2 separate regions of the Bicyclus anynana genome follow, and region 1 is linked to region 2. A link is a contact called in public Hi-C data. All regions are on one chromosome and are shown on one strand. Each heading gives the region's core, a stretch centred on a gene start, on an enhancer-like site or on the middle of the called end of the contact. The rest is flanking DNA. Distances are from core to core; before and after follow the strand shown. Region 1 holds the start of LOC112057887 (formin-like protein). Region 2 overlaps LOC112057887 (formin-like protein).

Region 1 (3,318 bases), core at 814-3,313, 76 kb before region 2:
ATACTGATGCGTGATGAATTGATGAATACATGCAAAAAAATGGGAAGTTCCGTGCAAATTGGCAACTGGCAACACTAACCATAAAGTAGGTATTAAGTAGGTACAGAGCTAATCTGTCACAGAGTACATTGTGCAATATGCATACCTACATATTTACCTACTGAAATCTGTAAACTCTATTCGTTGAACTGGTGTGTATGCAAAATAAAAAACTTTGATATTGTTGAAGCTGGACCAAATCGTCTTGAGCATCGTTTTAAACACATATTGTAAGTGTTCAATGAAAGTGACGTGCTTAGCGCAATTTGACATTTGAATTGAATTCGAAAAATTTACGTGACGTCGCGTGTCACGTTTGTATCTTAAAAACTTCAGCAGGGATGTCTGTGCAATTGCACAGTTTAACTGTTTAGGTTTTAGAACATTTCCGTGTATGTAATTTGTCAATGATAAGTAATTTAATTTAATTTTGGTGTTACTTAGATTATTATTTCGTGTGATCAATGTATCAAAATAAAACTAATTGTAATTTTTAAGCTTTAGTTTTGTATTAAACAATAATAAAAGACCAGTCTTCAATATTTTATCAAATTAATGCATTCATAATGATAATAATAAAAAGTAGGTTGTAATAATGTTTGTAGGAAAATGGAAAATAATAAAAAAATGGTGCTAACAAGAATTAATATAAAACATTTGTTTTAATGATTTGTAATAAAAAAATATAGTAAATACATATATTATTATAATTATTATACCTACCTAAATGAAACAGTAATTGGCTACGGTCAATGAAGTTATATTGTAAAACAGAGCCTGTATATCTCTACATATGCAAAAACCAATAAAGTATAAAATATATAATGCACTGGAGTTTTTTTTTATTTTGAAAGAAATATTTTACCTAATAGGGTCTGGAATAATCGAAATTGACAGTAATACTAGGTTTCTCAGAAAATGTTTTACATGAAGAATATATTTTTAAAATTTTTAATATTTACTTTATTTACCTTTTAAATGATACATTTTTGACTGTTGAGATTTTAAAACACCAGCGGACGCACTGATGCATAGATTTACAAGTCGGTACACAGTACTCTAATGATTCACCCGCGTAGTTCCTACTCCCGTGGGTGGGATAAAATAGTCTGTTACCCTCTGATAATGTAGCTATACGTTATTGAAATATTTTTTTAATCCTTTGTTTAGTGATTTAGGTATGACAGCGTAACAAATATATTCGCGTTTATAATATTAGAGGTTTAGTCCCCGTGGTCCAATAACCGTATAAATAAATTCAAGTCAATTTCATCTACATAAATTATGTTTTTTGTAATTTGTCTGTTAATTATGACTTAATGATAAAACTATCAATAGTTATTGGTTGCTCTATAATAGTCTGTACGGAGTTAAAGCAGATCCATAGCAGCGAGCTTTGCGAGAATGATCGTAAATGTGGTATTGCCACACAGCGAGCTTATTAGTTCCATTCCATTTTATTAACGTCTACTCTTTTAAGTCGCACTCATAGATTTACGAATCGGTACGGCTTGGTACAGAGTACTTAAGTCGCACTATATCTAACCCACCTGGTATCTTGCTGTGAGATGAGATGGTAAAAAATTAAAACAAGGTCAGTAGCGGGGCAGGTGGTATTACACGACTTTAAACTTTAAATAGGTACCCAAAATCTGCTTTTCTATGATCTTGGGCAAACAGAAAAACTCGGACAAAATTTTTGGCGCTAAAAATCGAATTACTTGTCAAACTTCTCTCATCACGTGAACTTGAAAGTTCAGGATAAAAATATTCCACTTGACATTGCTCTAAATGGTTAACAAGTGTTATTATTATTTACATGGATAATAAAAATCCTTGATTATTTATTACTTTTACTACTTACTGTATTGTTTCTATAGGTTTAAGAGTTGGTATAGAGTATTTTATTTCTGAACGTAATCGTATTCATTATTATTTCCATATAGTTAGTCTGTGGCTAATCGTGATTGGCTGCGGATTTGACAACTGTCAAGAATAAATGCGCCACGCAAATGCGCTAACTTCGCACGAGTACCGCAACGCATTTCGTTTTGTAATTGTATGGACGTGCTTCGCTTGCTTTTTCGTCGTGCGGCAGTATTGTATTTTTATTTTTTATTAGTTTGTTGACGATTTTCGATTCGAAACGCTCGCTTCATGATGTGATTGTGAACCATTGTATGTGTAATGTGCTGCTTACTGTGATAAAAATGACCTGTCGCATTTTAAACGTGCTTGATGGTGTCTAATAAGTGTAATAGGTATTGTGTAAAATGGGTTTGATAACTTCGAGGGATCAGACGATGTTGGACGGACCGGTCGGGGTCACAAAGAACCACCATGTACGGCAGCCGTCGACGAGGAATCGGACCAAACCTCCTATGCCGGATAGAGACGAGCTGGAAGATCGATTCATTAAAGTTTTGGTATGTTTTTTACTACATAGTTTGCCGGCATTAATGTTTACAAACATAATATAATTGTTTACCATTTGCCACATTGAATACCGGATTTTCTGCATTGTTTTCTTTATGAATGCTATTTTGCAGCGCTTGTAGATGTTTCAAAAACACAATTGTAATTCAGCAAGTGTATGATACATCGACATATTACTCATTATTTAGACGCGTTTCAGTTTAAATGTTTCGTTTACTTTGTCGCAAACACACCCATTCGTGTCTATGCCCTCTGGCATGTTATTGTAATAAATTATGAATCATAGTATCATTTTCGATTAAAATTTCGTTTGTTTGTCTAAAAACAATTAAACATTGGTATAATAAATTTTTCCATTAGTCATTAGTAGTCATTAGTTATAGTGAATAAACTACAGAAGATTACAAATAAATGTTCTAATTCTTGTCAACTGGTTTATTCAAAAATTTTCATGTCACACTTTTATAAACATCATTTTATAAAGGGTTCATTTTAATTTGATTCAAGTTCATTTGATTTAGAATTATTCCCTTGTAAGTTGTAAAACAAAATGTTTTTTGTAATAAGAATAATCTTTTTATTAAAAAAAACAGTCAAAAAAAGATCAATTTGGATTGTACCGTGTTGCTAGAACCAGCTCATGAATAAGAGCCCTGTATGGGTTTGAAACTAGTCAGGCATATTCTGACGTATCATGTGAGTTATAGCCATGTTTCATAATAAATTAATAAGAAAAATCCTTTAGAAAGTTCTGGATGGACTTAAAAGAGAAAAGCTATGCCCTTTTACTTCTGTGGTTCCCATTCTGGAAAATTGGTAATAAAAAGTAGCCTAGTTGCTATT
Region 2 (3,260 bases), core at 620-3,119:
TTGACATTCAGTAAAAAAGTTGTATACTTATATTTATTGTGAGCATAACACAAATCAATAAGGAATACAAAGAAATTACTAGTCTTAATTTAAATCACATGCATAAGATAAGAACACCTGATAGTAGTCATTATAAAATTCAACATTATCGCCCTAAGCTCGCAACACACTCGTAGTGGGTCTAAACTCTATATATCCTCTTCTATAAGTTAGGAGGCCTGGCCGTATAAATATGCTGATAATGACGTCATCAATTTTGCCCAGTATCACCTGCATTACAATCATCACGATTGTTTGCATAGGTCCAAATCTCCGCGTACCTGGACAACGTGTTCGACGTGGCTGCACTCATGGAGGACAGCGAGACGAAGACCGCGGCACTGGAGAAGGTCAACGACCTGGAGGACGAATTGGGTCATGTAAGTATTTATCGTAAAAAAAGAAGTGAAAAAAGAAAAGTAAAGTGATCCCACTTCTGATAACCAATTAGAGCTCATACATTGTTATTGGCTCTAATTGATTTTAGTATTTGAGATTTTAAACATTTCATTCGGTTATGATACAACTTTGGCTTAGAGTGCGTCATTAATTGGTTAGTTATTAACATTAGCTGCGAACTGAAACCGTTTGAACATACTGGCAAAAAAAAAAAGAAAAGAAAATCTGGAGAAATCCTTCTAAAGAATGTTAAATATTTACTTTATACATACTACATATTTTACATTATATGAAAAGGCACACGAGCGTCTCGCCGCGTTAGAGCGGGAGGCGATAGCGAAGCAGGCGACGCTGGAGGCGGAGCTGGCGCAGATACGACACGAACGGGACCAACTGGCCGAGGCGAGGAGACAAGTCGTCGAAGAGGTATACCTACAGTTGACACACGAGCGTCTCGCCGCGTTAGAGCGGGAGGCGATAGCAAAGCAGGGGACGCTGGAGGCGGAGCTGGCGCAGATACGACACGAACGGGACCAACTGGCCGAGGCGAGGAGACAAGTCGTCGAAGAGGTATACCTACAGTTGACACACGAGCGTCTCGCCGCGTTAGAGCGGGAGGCGATAGCAAAGCAGGGGACGCTGGAGGCGGAGCTGGCGCAGATACGACACGAACGGGACCAACTGGCCGAGGCGAGGAGACAAGTCGTCGAAGAGGTATACCTACAGTTGACACACGAGCGTCTCGCCGCGTTAGAGCAGGAGGCGATAGCGAAGCAGGCGACGCTGGAGGCGGAGCTGGCGCAGATACGACACGAACGGGACCAACTGCGGGAACGGGAGGCGCTAGCGAAGCAAAGCAAGCGAATCAACTTGCGTTAGTTTATACACAAACACGCGAAGGTATTAGATAGTATATGAACTGAGTAGTTAATTTTAGAGATTTTTAAGAAATATTTTATGTTGCGTCAGGTTTCGACTCTGAGACGAGCGCAGCAGGACTCCAGAAACCGCCAGTCGATGCTGGAGTCCAAAGTGCAAGAACTGGAATCCCTTACCAAATCCTTACCGCGCGGTGCTTCCAGTAAGTGTACTCATTTACTTTAATAATATTTAATATTAGAAAGAGAGAAAAATGTTTATCGCTTATACTAATGTAACATTGTCGGAGTATGCCGTGGTTGAATTTAGCCGTTTTTTTGTTATATTTCATTACTAGCTGACAAACGCGAACACTTGTACTGTTCCCTCACAATAAACAAATGTACTTCCTACAAAAAAAAAAATAGAATTAGTATACCTCTATGTTATACTAGATGTCGTTGTTTACCAGTGGGTGCTATATCGTCGCACGCGCTGTGCAACGGCACAGTGAACGGGCACGTGTCCCCGCCGGGCACTCTCACCAACGGGGACGTGCACGCGCACACGCTGCCCGCGCCCCCGCCGCCGCCCGCCGCCACACTGCTGCCCCCGCCGCCACCCGCGCCGCTGCCTCCACTGCCGCCCCCGCCACCGCCGCCGCCCGCGCTCGCCCCGCCGCCGCCCGCGCCGCCCGCACCCCCCGCGCCCGGCCTCATGCTGCCCCCGCACCACACGGACGCGATGACGATAAAGAGGAAGGTCGACACCAAATACAAACTGCCCACATTGAATTGGATCGCGCTCAAACCGAATCAGGTAAGACTTTATAGACTTTATAAGACCGTCGCTATGTTATTGGTCGGTTTGTTACCAGGTATACTTTTATGTTCACGAAACTCAATTCCTTCTTCTCCTTTCTACCACCAAACATCAGCGCTATTCTGTACCGATGTTATTGTAACTCTCCTCTCGTTCTCTCTTTCTGTCTAACTGTAATAAATAGAGAGAGATAGATAAGAGATCGCAGCTCACATTCTTGAGTTATAAATTTTTTTTTAACTTTACATCGTTCCATCCACGCGAACCACAACAAACATTTTGCTTCAAAATTTCTACATCTATCAGTGTGGAATGCCTTTCCGGTGTATGTTTTTTGTCACTTGTAATCTGAACCCTTTCAAGGCCAAAGGAAAAGTAAATGGGCATTTTTAGGCTTATCAGGCATGTTCAAGCTAATTTTGTCCTAATAATTATGACAATTTTATTTATTATATTGATCAACCAAAAAATGCGGCACAATTAACGTTTTCTTCTATCGCAAGGTGCGCGGTACGATATTCAACGAATTAGACGAAGAGCGGCCCCGCAGACGCATCAACTTCGCAGAGTTCGAAGAGAAGTTCCGCATCGGCGGCGCGGGCAGCGTGGCGCACGTGCCCGACGACGCACTTGCGTCCTTCCCGAGCAAGCGCTTCCGGCGACCCGACACCGTGTCGCTGCTGGAGCACGCGCGCTTGAGGAATATCGGTATGTGATTCGACTTACTCCTTTTAGATTATGAGCTCCTGGTACTTTACTTAGCTACATAAACAAACCGTGCTGGCGTACGTCCCCAGCAAGCGCCTTCGCCGACCCGACAAGTGTCGCTGCTGGAGCACGCGCGCTTTAGGAATATCGGTATGTGATTTGACTTGCCTCCTTTTAGATTATGAGCTCCTGGTACTTAGCTACATAAACAAACCGTGCTGGCGTATGTCCCCAGCAAGCGCTTTCGCCGACCTGACACTGTGTCGCTGCTGGATTACGTGCGCTTGAGGAATATAAACTTTGCTGGCGTTCTTCTCTAGCCAGCGCTTTCGTCGCCTTGACATTGTCAATGCTCAGCACGCGCTTTTCAGAAACATCAATATGCGATTTATTCCTTTTAGGTTATAAGCTCTTGATACTTTACTTAGGTACAT

Evidence for each region. A called contact is a pair of places that touch in the nucleus more often than the background predicts.
Region 1: a contact with region 2 is called in a Hi-C map of whole body, with 2.7 times the contacts expected there. The contact joins the promoter of LOC112057887 here to the enhancer-like site in region 2. A contact is called at or near these places in 2 of 2 Hi-C or Micro-C datasets (whole body and whole larva).

Annotation. Positions count from the first base shown.
Region 1 is chr14:2,182,301-2,185,618 of ilBicAnyn1.1, reverse strand. LOC112057887 (formin-like protein) reads left to right here and starts at 2,063. Exons shown (of 16, transcript XM_052885468.1): 1 at 2,063-2,465. The coding sequence starts at 2,313. LOC112057884 (CBP80/20-dependent translation initiation factor) reads left to right here. Exons shown (of 10, transcript XM_052885627.1): 10 at 1-866.
Region 2 is chr14:2,105,935-2,109,194 of ilBicAnyn1.1, reverse strand. It overlaps LOC112057887 (formin-like protein), which reads left to right. Exons shown (of 16, transcript XM_052885468.1): 8 at 303-419; 9 at 736-1,152; 10 at 1,408-1,519; 11 at 1,769-2,115; 12 at 2,622-2,826. Among protein-coding and RNA genes, the nearest start is that of LOC112057888, 25 kb to the right of the region's middle. Within about 2 kb of position 1,869, at least 1 of the 8 cell types and tissues checked has open chromatin away from gene starts, as enhancers often do.